2 separate regions of the Sus scrofa genome follow, and region 1 is linked to region 2. The links are chromatin contacts, called in public HiChIP or PLAC-seq maps. All regions are on one chromosome and are shown on one strand. Each heading gives the region's core, a stretch centred on a gene start, on an enhancer-like site or on the middle of the called end of the contact. The rest is flanking DNA. Distances are from core to core; before and after follow the strand shown. Region 1 has its middle 46 kb from the start of PNMA2. Region 2 holds the start of BNIP3L (BCL2/adenovirus E1B 19 kDa protein-interacting protein 3-like).

Region 1 (6,400 bases), core at 632-3,131, 65 kb before region 2:
TTAAGATAATCTGGATGGTTCTATATACCTAGGAGCCAGAGAAAGCCCCCAGATGTGTGCATCTGTGTGGGTCTGTCCATTGTGATGCCATCAGTAGCAATAAAATTCCTCTGTGGTGCTATGTAAGAGTCCCTCACAAAGACTAAACAAACAGACCACAGTCAGTCCTAACACAGACCCAGCCTGTAAGGAGATGTGCATATCAGAGGATGTCCAGGGGGAGTTCCTGTGGTGGCTCAGCGGAAAGGAATCTGACTAACATCCATGAGGACGCAGGATTGATCCCTGACCTTGCTCAGTGGGTTAAGGATCTCGCATTGCCCTGAGCTGTGGTGTAGGTGGCAGACTCAGTTCGGATCCTGCATTGCTGTGGCTGTGGTGTACAGCTATGATTCAACCCCTAGCCTGGGAACCTCCATATCCTGTGGGTGAGTCCCTAAAAAAAAGACAAAAAAAAAAAAGAGGAAGAAGATTGCCAGTCTGTTCAGGCGCCTGTTCCATTTGACTCTTAGACACTGGTGCTGTTGAACTCTATTTGGCTCTTTGCTGTGTTTCTAAAGTATCCAGCAAGGCCTCTCAAGTTCAACGTCTTCTCCTTCCAGGAGGGAAAAGGACTAAGCTTCCTAAGCAGCTGCCATGCTGGGAATAGCTCATTTCACATACTTTATAAACCTTCACAACAGTGAGGCAGTGTCCCACCTGCAGGAGAAGACTTAAAGGCTGGGAGGGCTACCTCCCCCTGGGTCACAAAGCTGAGGGTCACACAGCTGACTCTGCAGGCACTGAATGGGCCGGGACCTTTCCGGCTGGCCTCTCACTCCTCCAGTCCTAGACCCCAGTAGGCCAGCTCCTCCATCTCCTCATTCTCCCGGCCTGGGGGGCACCCAGATCCCTTCCTTCTTTCAAGGCCCATGCTTCCTCCGCCCTGATGCTGGCAAACCCGGAGGTCAGATCTCCACAAGTACCTTCTCCTGGGGTCCTCCTGGTTACCTCATACTCCAGTTCCACACCCCAAGAACCCGCACAGAGCCCACAGGGAAGTCGGGCTGCGGGTCACTGAGTGCCCATCCCTCTGCCCCGCCAGCCAGCCAGACAGTGCCGGGACACGAACCCGACTGCCCTTCGCTCCTGCGCGGGACAGCGGCCAAGGGAGGAAAGGGCGGCGGCTGTGAGAACTGCCGGCGGGGGAAGAACCGAAAGGCCCAGAAACGCGCTGTGAAGAGAAACCTCCCAGGCGCAGCGACGCGCGGAGCCAAGTCTCCGCGGGCGCCTGCTAAACCCTATTCCCGCCTGGCGCCTCTGCGGGTGCCTCTCTCTCCCGAGCCCCCTCCTCCGCAACTCAGGCTCTGTCCCTTCCCCTACGGACCAGTGACGATTCACCAGGGACAGTCTTCCGCTTGACCCGCCGGACGAGACCAGGTCTCCACCCAGGCCAAAGAAAGGGGCCCCTTGCCCCCATCTCTTTTCCACCCCGGCCCTCCCCTTTTCCTCTCGGTCAGACTCTACCCTCCACTTCCAGTTCTTTCCCTCTCCTTCCCCCTTCCACCCCGCCCATCCCCACCCATCCCCACCCTTCCCCACCCATCCCCCCTCCTCATTCCGCCCCTTCCCCCTCCTCCCCAGGGTGTCCCCGATCCCACTTTCCTGCCCGCACCCCCCTCCCGCCCCGCCCATCTCCCCTCTCCACACTGTTCCTTTCGCTCTCCATCTCTTCTCCACCCTGCCCGACCCCACCCTTCCCTCCTCCTTCCTCCGCCCCCTCTCCCTTCTCTCCAATCCTTCTGAGTTCCCCACTTCTCCCCACCACCCCGCCTCTCTACAGGTCAGCACCCTTTCGGTCCCGCCCCTGCCCCCGCCCTCGCCGCAGCCCCGGCACAGCTAGGCGTATTCTCCCGGGCTCTGCACGTCACCGCTCGTCCCACTTCCTGCCCAGCCAATCAGCCCTCTCCTCCGCACCCAGCCTCTCTTCCCGGGGGAAACCTGTGGCCGGAGATGCGGAATCATGTATGGTGTGTGCAGTCACCCGGCGGGAGGGCAACTCCGGGTGCGGAAGAAACCGGAAGATGGCCGGGGTAGGGTGGGGGGAGGGAGCCAGACATCTATCATTTAGCCGCAATCAGAGAACTGAAGTTAGTTGCGTGTGTTTGGCCCTCTGTCGCTTACAAAATACTCTCCTACAAATGCTCTCTCTTGGGCCTCAAAACAACCCAGTGAGGCGGTGTTATCTCCTCATATCGGAGGAAAGAACAGAGTGGCGGGATCAAGTGGCTGCGCCAAGGTCCCAGGCTGGGCGGCGGAGGCTGGTTCTTTTGGGGATCCAGGCCGGAGTCCGCGTCCTCACGCTCAGAAACCAAGGGCCATTGAAGGCCTGGTTGATTTTCGGCCCCATTTGTGATCCACTTGCCTGGACTACTGTCCTAAGAGTTTCGATGGTGCAGGCATTGAAAAACGGGAAGATCGCAGGGATGAGAGGCGGAGCTTAGGGCGGAACGTTTAGGTAGGGGAAGCCGAGAGAAAGGGTAAACTGAAAGGGTGGCCTTGGGATTTTTTCCTGTACTAGCCTGGCAGGTTGGTGGGGGGGGGGCGTTTCAAAGAGAAAGCCTTGGGAGCTGTGACGGAATGGCAGCAACTCTGGGCGGAAAAGCTACGTATCAGTGCACAAGAGTAAGCACAGTGCACGGCGCTGCTAGCATCCTGCGAATGGAGATCTAGCTATACCGCCCAAAGAGCCGCGCTCAGACACTGCGCCGCAGCAGGAGCACACCCAAAACAAAAGGCCTGGAATAAAGGTCAGGGGAGGAGGAGTCGGCTTCTTCCAGAGTCTCCTTCACCCGCTTGCTCTGTCTTACCTTTTGCTGCAGCTTCTTCCTCCGGGTATCTGCGGAGCTCGCCTCCTCTACTCAAAGTCTCCTTCCCATCGAGGCCAACCCCTTCACAGTTCACCTTTTCTCCCTAGCATTTATCAGGATCTAAGCAGTACTTTTCAAACCCGAAAGTGCGGTGGGTCACCTTGGAAACTTTCTACAACGCATATGCCCATTCAGTTGGTCCAACGTGGGTGCCTGTGTTTCTAACTCGCTCACGCACTGTGCTACTGCTGCCTATGGAGCTGTGCAGGACACTTTGCATAGAAAGGACCTAAGAAATGCTCTTGTGTCTCGGCGGGTTGAGGATCCTGCTTTGTCACTGTAGCGGCTTGGGTCGCTGCTATGGCAAGTGTTCCATGCTTTGCCCGGGAACTTCTGCATGCCCCGGTGTCGCAAAAAAAAAAAAAAAAAAAAAAAAAAGGACCTGAAACACTAGATCCTATTTTTATCTTGTTTTACATTCTTTTTCTTGCACCATAATGTAAGTTCCAGGAGGGTAACGATAATTTTATTTTGGTTTTTTTTGTTGCCTGCTCTATCCTCAGCACCCAGAACGGCAACAGCAGGAGCACGTGGCTCTTTACTGACTGAAGGAAAGAAGGAGTGAATGAGGTACAAGCCAAAAAAGAAAGCAGAGGTGATAAATCCAATGTCATACAAAGTGGAATTCAAAGGGGAAACCATAAATGAAACAAAGGAAATGTGGAAAAAATACTTTTTTTGTATTTATTTAAAAAAAAGGAAATAACAGTCACAGACCCTTAAGTCTTGAATAGTATGATATCAACTTATTTAAAATAAAAGCTGTTCAAAGAACAAGGAAAATCCTAAATATCACATTGATTTTAGAAACTAACTCCTTCCATCTTGGTCTGATCTCATAAGAGAATGGTGACATGGAAGTACTGAAAAAGAAATTCACTTGATTTATTTACTTTTTATTGTGGTTAAAATATACTTAACAAAAATCAGTAAAAAAAAAAATCTAGCAGTGTAGCCCTTTTTATATGTATGGTTTGATGACATTAAGAACATTCACAGAGTTCTCATCTTGGCTCAGCAGCTGGCAAAACTGACTAGCATCCATGAGGTTTCAGGTTCGATCCCTGGCCTTGCTAAGTGGGTTGAGGATCTGGCATTGCCATGAGCTGTGGTGTAGGTAGCAGATTCAACTTAGATCCTGCATTGCTGTGGCCCTGGCATAGGCCAGTGGCTACAGTTCCGCTTGGACACCTACCCTGGGAACCTGCATATTCCAAGAGTGTGGCCCTTTTTAGGAACTTATTTTCTCAACCTGCAACTTTTTTTTTTTTTTTTCAGGGCTGCACTAGCAGCACATGGAGGCTCCCGGGCTAGGGGTCCAATTGGAACTACAGCTGCTGGCCTACACCACAGCCCTAGCAGCTCGGGATCCCAGCCGCATCTGCGACCTACACCACACCTCATGGCAACGCCAGATCCTTAACCCACTGAGTGAGGCCAGGGATCAAACCCGAAATCTCATGGTTCCCAGTCAATTCGCTTCTGCTGCACCACAACGGGAACTCCAACCTGCAACTCTGTACCCACTAAGTCTAACTTCCCATTCCTCCTCTCTAACCCCTGCAGCCCAGGCAACCATATCCTAATTTCTGTCTCTGAATCTGACAGCTCTAGGTACTTTGCATAAATGGATTCAACAGTATTTTGTGTCTGGCTTATTTCACTCAGCATAATGTTCTCAAGGCTCATCCATGTCGGCATTTCCTTCCCGTTTAAGACTGAATAACCTTCCGTTTTATGTATATAATACATTGTGTGTATCTATTCATCTGTTGATGGACACGTGTTGTTTCCACCTTCTGGCTACTGTGATAATGCTGCCATTAACATGTATGTACAAATATCTGTTCGAGTCCCTGTTTTCAATTTTTCTAGGTATATACCCAGAAGTGGAATTGCTTGGTCATACAGACCATTCTTTATTTAATTTTATGAGGAATTGCCATACTGTGCTGCAGCTGTATCATTTTGCATTCCCTCCAGCAAGGCACAAGCATTCCAATTCATCTATATCCTTGATTGCATTTGTTATTTTCTTACATTTGTTGGTTCTTTCTTTAAAAAAAAAAAACCCAGCCATACAGTTGCGTGTAAGGTGGTAGCTCATTGTGATTTTTTTTTTTTTTCTTTTTAGGGCCTGTGGCATGTGGAAGTTCCCAGGCTAGAAGTTGAATCAGAGCTGCAGCCCACATCAGCAAGGGATCGGTGTATCCTCATAGATACTAGTTGGATTTGTTACTGCTGAGACACGACTGGAACTCCTCATTGGGGTATATACTAGATATTCATTCCTTAGCAGATATATGATTTGCAAATATCTTCTTCCATTTTGTAGGTTGCCTTTTCATTCTGTTGATACTATCCTTAAGTGTAAGTTTTTAATTTTGATAAAGTTCAATTTATTTAATTTTCCTCTTTTGTCTGTGCTTTTGGTGTCGTACCCAAGAAATAATTGGCAAATCTCATGTCATGAAGTCTTATCCCTATGTTTTCTTCTCAAGAGTTTTATGGGTTTTTTTTTTTTTTTAGGCTCTAATCTAAAATTTTTTTGTACCCACATTTTTTTAATTGATGTCTAGGTGATTGACTATATTTAAGGTGTACAGCAAAGTGATTCAGTTTTATATATATATATATATATATTTAGATTCTTTTCCATTATAGGTTATTACAAGATATTGAATATAGTTCCCTGTGCCATACAGTAAGACCTTATTATTTCCTATTTTATATTTAGCACTGTGTATCTTTAATCCCAAATTCCCCATTTATCCTGTACCTTTCCCCTTTGTAACCATAAATTTGTTGTTTGTATCACGTTCTATAATTTTAAGAGCTCTCTATTTACCTTTACAGAGAATATGTATATTCTTTTTAAAAAGCCTATACATCTCAAAAGTAGAAATTGTACAGGCCACAATATCTCACTGCAATAAAAACTAGTAGTTAATATACTTGTATTTATATATTTAAAAGTTGCTCAGGAGTTCCTGTCATGGCTCAGCGGAAACGAATCTAATATCCATGAGGACACAGGTTCAATCCCTGGCCTTGCTCAGTGAGTTAAGGATCCAGCGTTTCCAAGAGCTGTGATGTAGGTCGCAGATTCAGCCCAGATCTTGCATTGCTATGGCTTGGTGTAGGCCAGCAACTAGAGTTCCAGTTCAACCCCTAGCCTGGGAACCTCCATATGCCGCAGGTGTGGCCCTAAAAAGACCAAAAAAAAAAAAAAAAAAAAAAAAAAAAAAAAGGTGCTCAGAGAGTAGATCCTAAAAGTTCTCATTGTAAGAAAAAATGTGTACCCGTGTGAGGTAATGAATGTTAGCTAAACTATTGGAGTAATCATTTCACAATATATACATATATCAAATCACATTATACACCTGAAACTAATACAATGTTACATATAAATTATATTGCAATTAAAAAAAAAAGGAAACAAAAACATTGGAAGCTGACACAAGTAATTGGGATTTGATTCACTACAAGAG
Region 2 (6,236 bases), core at 1,020-3,519:
TCTAGTGTTGTATAATGAGCTAAAAAAACAGTAAAAGGCATGAGGAAAGTAATGAAATATGGCACTATCTAAAAGCTTTTCAGTAACATTGAAAAGCAGCTCACCCTAGCTTAAATAAAATACTTTCTATGTAGCAGACTTCCCAAAATGTGCAACATTTTGATAGCACACACAGGCTGAGTGTTCTTCCACTTCTGTAAGACTGAATACAAATGGAGCAGCAACTGATTGGCCAAGGACATCAAACATAGGTCTGTCAGGACATGGAGAAAAACCATCCCATATAGCTCATCCCCATTTTCCTGTCACATGATCAAAAGAAAATAAAAATCCCTTCACTTTCTGTGAAATTGTGTATACATATTAACCAAATAACCAACTTGTATCATAGGAAAACTGGAATACAATTAGGAAACAGTGTACTAAAAAGAGACAGATCAGCAGGCTACCTCTAAATAACAGGTAGGGTAACAGAGAATAAGAAACACACATAATCAGGGGATAGTGGGCCCCTGAAAAGATGTGTCCTGAAAGGAATGCCAGACGGGGTGAAAGTAAAACCTCCACTTTAGGACATAACCTGCTGTGAACATGGACAACACACTTTACTCTAGGCCTCTTTCTCTACCAGTAAATAAGAGTAGACAGTTACCTCTAAAGTTTCTTCTCATCCTAAAACCACATCCTTCTAAAAGAGGAGGCTAAAAACTGGTAAGTAATGTTAAAATGCATATTCATATTTGAAGCAAGTAATGTTTAAAGACACAAACATTAACCCTAATTTACTGTAGGAATTAATATATAAACCTTACGTTCTAGAACACTTCAAAAAGTTTTTAAAAGTCAACATTTAAGGAATTATCCATCAGAAGGAGCAGCAGCAATAAGGAATGAAAACATCTTGAAAATACTCAAATTCTATCCCCATCTTGTGAGGACAGGAACTCGCTTCCCTAAAATTTTTAGGCCATGCTGAAACACCTCCCTAGGATGAAAGATACTTAAGTGCCTTTGAATGTCATTTAAGCATCCAAATGATTTTTAAACGACTTCATCTGGCCATATGCTAACTGTCCCAACCACCTCTTCCAGGAGATGAATTACAGGAAGGTTAGGCAAGAACCTTTCCAAGACTTGCAGCCAGCTTTAAAGACAACTGGAAATAACCTTAGGACGTGATGTCTAAGCACCAGGATGTTAGGAAAAGCAACTGTAGTTGGTCGTAATTCGATACTGCCCTTAACTTTCAACTGCCCCGGTGTACGAAATTCATTGCCCCAGTCACTGTGATTTGTGCGATCTTGGATGGTTCAAGAGCTGTTCATAATCAGGTTTACAGGGCAAATAACCTCATCGTTTAAAAAAAAAAAAATTACTTGAGCAACTCTGAAACCTCTCAAAAAAAAAGTATCATAGCTTCCTCACCCCCCCTCACGTGATACAAGTAACCACTAAATTACCAAATAATTTTCCTAACCAGTCTGTGCTAACAAAGGGACGCAACAAGAGGGCTCACGTTCCGAGCCCTGGAGGGAAGGCCGACCCAGTGAGGGGTGGTCACCGGGCCTGGCCCAAGCTCCGCTGCACACTGGACCACCCGCCAGTCCCTCGGTCGCCCCCTCCCCTAAAACCGGCGCCTGCGTCCATCCCCCGGCGTCCCCGTCGCACGTCCCCATCCCTGCCCACGTCCCCTAGGCGGCCCGCTCCGCCCACCCTCCCTCCCCGCGCCCCAAGGCCCGCCCCTCCACGCCCCGATTGGCTGCACTCAGGGGCTCACCACAGGTGCGATCGGCTCGACCCCCTGATCTTCCCACCCACCTACCCTTCCCAAAGGCGAACCCAACAGCCCATCACCCAAGAACTCAGAAGGGAAAAGAGAGAGGTCAGGAGGAAGATAAGAGCAACTCCTCCTGACGGGTGATGGGAGCTGTCAATCACCCGCACATCCTCGACCTCGACCAATGGGCTGCCTTCTTTTCCCGCCCCCAGCGCGGAGCTGGCGGCGGCGGCCCGAGCAGCTCCTCCTCCCCCATCCCCTTTACCGAGCCCGCCGGGCCAGCACTTACTGTTGAGGCCGGCTGGCGGGGGCAGAGACTGTTCACCTTCCTCACAGTTGTTGTTGTTGTTGTGCAGAGGAGGCGGCTGCTCTACTAAGTGAGACATTGTCAGGCGGCTGGAAGAGCTGCGACCGCAGCAGTACCGTCTCTGGTTCTCCGGCAGCAACACAACAAGCCGAGTCCCCCGCCCCCTTTTCTGCGCCTGCGCAGTCCCTCCCCCGCCCCTGACGTCAGGGCCCGCCCCAGCCACGTGATGACAACACAACTGGCGACGGGGCGGGGCGCAGGCGTGCCCAGGAGAGCCACGGACTTGGAGACGCGCGAGTCACGGTGACGCCCGCGCCAGGAATGAATTCTTGCATGTCATTTGTATTGGCCGGATGGAGTGAGGTATGCGGCTGGAACCAGGATAGAGGATGGGCACAAGTGTGTCATGAGGAAGTGCAAGGCGCTCAGGCGCTGGCGCCCAAATCTCCCACACCTACAGTATCAACATTGTTTTATCCAATCTGTGAGCATTTCTTTTTTAATATCTGTAAGGACTCAGTCAGTAATAGGTATTGTGCTGACACAAAGAAAGCAAAAGAAGCCCTGGTGCCTCCCCGTCGTAAACCTAAAATAAAGCTGGTGGAACATTGACACTCCAGGCAGGGAACAATAAAGGCAGGCCAGACTTTCTAGTTGTTAAATAATGCAAAAATTTTTCATTACAGACCCCACGCAATCTTTGTTTTAAAAAGATGGAAAAGTTCAGGAAAACATAGAGAAGAAAACAATCATCCACATTCCATCACTTAACAATTTCTAGGACATAACATGGGAAGCCATGTTTCTTATACGTGAGTGACAGTAAACTATGTTCCAGAACACTCGCCCTGCTTCGTATCTCCATGACTTGTCGTTTCCTTGGTCTCATTTATGTGTGGCATTTATCTCAGCCTATCGCTTGTCCTTTAACCCTGTTTCATTCCTCAGAAGTTAAAATTTTCAGGCAATCACATCTATTATTTTCATATGCCTTGGGAACACCCTCACAGCAAGATACTGAATCCAGTCCCTATATATTTTTATAATTTTCTTATAGGTTTAATTTTTGTATTTATACCCTTAATCCATCTGAAATTTATTTTTATGTGTTGTGAATTGCTTAACTTCAGTTGTTCCCAATTGACCCAACAATATTAATTTTTGAGTCATCCTTTTCACACCAAAATGGCACCTCTATCAAATTCTAAATGAGTCCATTTCAGGTTTCTCTACAGTAGCTCTATCAGATAAATATTAGAGAAAGGACCTCCTTTTTTGTCTTTAAAAATTTTTTCATGACTAATTACTCTTCAGATGAACTTTGGGGAGATAATCGACATATTTACAAAGTTGTATACCATTCAGGCTGATATCCCTCCTTATTCTATCCTAAGTTTTTTAAAATGTTTGTATTAAAGTATAGTTGATTTACAACGTTGTGCCAGTTTCTGCTGTCAGAAAAGTGACTCGGTTGTACATATAAGTACATTCTTTTTTATGTTCTTTTCCATCATAGTCTGTCCCAGGAGATTGGATATAGTTCCCTGTGCTGTAACAGTAGGACCTCATTGCTTTTCCATTCCAAGGGTAATAGTTTGCATCTACTAACCCCAAACTCCCAGTTCATCCTTCTCCTTCCCCCTCCCTCACCTTGGCGACCACAAGGCTGTTCTCTAGTCTGTGACTCTGTTTCTGTTTTGTAGATGGGTTCATGAATTTTTTAAAAAGATGTTCTTCAAGGAGTTCCCGTCATGGCTCAGCAGTTAACAGAACCCAAATAACATCCATGAGGATGCAGGTTCCATCCCTGGCTCTCACTCAGTGGGTTATGGATCCAGAGTTGCTGTGAGCTGTAGTGTAGGTCAGTGGCTACAGCTCAGATTGGACCCCTAGCCTGGGAACCTCCATATGCTTTGAGTGCAGCCCTAAAGAGAAAAAGGGTGTGCTTCAAAAAGGTCGTAAACATTTCTTCATCTTTTTATACTCATTTTTTTTTAATGAGAAAGTTTCATTTTCTATGGTTTAAATAGATAAAATTGAAATTACTTTTTTTTCTCTTAAGGAAACATCCAGACCTAGTGCTTTTTCTAGGGGGAGGGGTTAGCTCTGTTTCTGTAGGATGTTACCTTTATTCCTTATATTGTGTTATATGTCCTCTCTTTTCTCAGGATTATGTTAGGTAATGGTTTATATCTGTTTTATTGACTTTTTATAATCTAATTCCTTCTCTCTCTCTTTCTCTCTCTCTCTCTCTCTTTTTTTTTTTTTTTTGCATTTTAGGGCCAAACCCACAGCATATGGAAGTTCTCAGGCTAGGGGTTGAATTGGAACTGTAGCTCCTGGCCAATGCCACAGCTAGAACAACTTGGGATCCGAGCCACATTTGCGACCTACACCACAGTTCACGGCAACGTTGGATCCCTAACCCACTGAGCAAGGCCACAGATTGAACCTGCATCCTCATGGACACTAGTTGGGTTTGTTTCCACTGTGCCACAATGGGAACTCCCTCTAATTCCTTCTTCCAAACTGTATTATTCTTAAAGCCTTTTTTATCAGATTAATTGAGATATACTTCACATACCTTACAATTAATCCATTTAGAGTTCACAGTTCAATGTTTTTGTTATATTCACAAAGTTGTGCAGCCGTTAATCTAATTTTGAACTTTTGTCACCCCAAAAAGAAACCCTGTGCTCATTAGTTGTTATGTTTCCTCTTTCCTAACTACTTATATCTGATGCTTATTTCATTTTTTTTTTATTTAGGTGTTTGAGAATTTTTCCCTGGTTAGAGTATATTTTTGTACTATTTCAAGTTTGGAGTTTTTGTTTTTGTTTTTGTTTTGTTTTTTTGTCTTTTTGCCATTTCTTGGGCTGCTCCAGAGGCATATGGAGGTTCCCAGGCCAGGGGTCGAATTGGAGCTGTAGCTGCCAGCCTATGCCAGAGCCACAGCAACTTGGGATCTGCGACCTACACCGCAGCTCATGGCAACGCCAGATGGTTAACCCACTGAGCAAGGGCAGGAATCGAACCTGCAACTTCATGGTTCCTAGTCGGATTCATTAACCACTGCGCCACAACGGGAACTCCTGGAGATTTTTTTCTTAGGTTTTCTTTGAAACCTAATATGTAATTCCTTTTTTAGGAATGTTTTATGAGTATTTGAAAGAAAGTATAGTTTCTGTGTTCAGGGCAGCAAGTTTGATGTATCTAATGGAACTACCTTAATAATAATGTCATATAAATTTTTTATATTTTTCACCTTTGTATGTCTCGTGGATTTCAATTTATATTTCCCATTCCTAATGTTTCTATTTCTTCTATCTCTTTTGTTATGGTTGATGCTTCATTTATTTGATACATAGATATTCATAACTATCATTATGAATTTGTCATAATTTTGTCCTCAGTCCAACTTTGTCTGATATTAAAATCATAATGCTGATTTTTATTATTGTTATTATCCTTATCTTGTTTAGTCCCAACATTTTTTAATAGTTCTACCCATTCTTTTAAGTTCCTTCCGTTATAAATCACTTCCTATTTGGTGTGCCGCTTGATAACTGCAAAAAAGTAGTCTTTGCATTTGGGTCTAATCAGAGTTTCTTTTTCTTTTAATAGAGCAATTTAACACATTTATTAAGAGTTTATTTTTTAATTATATATTTTTAAATTTTTACTGAGTAGATATACAGTGTTGTGTAGTTATTGATAGTTGGGATGTATGTGGATTTAATATTGTCATTTTATAACATGCTTTCCAGTTAATACCTTGAAGCATCTTTCAATTTGGGCCTATTTGTTTTCCAGTGTATTTCATCGTATAACCTAGAAATTTAAAGTTGTGTTCAGTCAGTCCTTTTTATAACTATGTATTTGTATAATTCCTCAATGTCTCTAGTTGGTTTCTTTTGATGCTCCAAAAGGAACGATAGTGAGCTTAGTAGAATGCCTCTTCTTCCTCCTTTCCCTCTACTATCCCCCCTCGCTTTTTTTTTTTTTTTGGCAGCAACCCACCACTGCAGTGACAACAGTGGATCCTTACCCTGCTGCACCACAAGAGAACTCCTATTTATATATTTTGGAGATTAATCCCTTGTTGGTCACTTCAATGGCAAATATTTCCTCCCATTCTGTGGGCTGTCATTT

The links. HiChIP or PLAC-seq counts read pairs in DNA pulled down with a chosen protein or histone mark.
Region 1: a contact with region 2 is called in an H3K27ac HiChIP or PLAC-seq map of alveolar macrophages. The contact joins the enhancer-like site here to the promoter of BNIP3L in region 2. A contact is called at or near these places in 1 of 5 promoter capture datasets (liver), 8 of 47 Hi-C or Micro-C datasets (alveolar macrophages, embryonic fibroblasts, epiblast stem cells and 5 more) and 2 of 2 datasets of contacts at active chromatin or transcription factors (alveolar macrophages and skeletal muscle).

The regions. Positions count from the first base shown.
Region 1 is chr14:10,378,927-10,385,326 of Sscrofa11.1, reverse strand. No RefSeq gene overlaps it. Among named protein-coding and RNA genes, the nearest start is that of PNMA2, 46 kb to the left of the region's middle. Within about 2 kb of position 1,881, at least 76 of the 83 cell types and tissues checked have an H3K27ac peak or open chromatin away from gene starts, as enhancers often do. A contact at or near this core is called in alveolar macrophages, embryonic fibroblasts, epiblast stem cells and 4 more, where this site is marked.
Region 2 is chr14:10,314,721-10,320,956 of Sscrofa11.1, reverse strand. BNIP3L (BCL2/adenovirus E1B 19 kDa protein-interacting protein 3-like) reads right to left here and starts at 2,269. Exons shown (of 6, transcript XM_001927592.4): 1 at 2,067-2,269. The coding sequence starts at 2,163.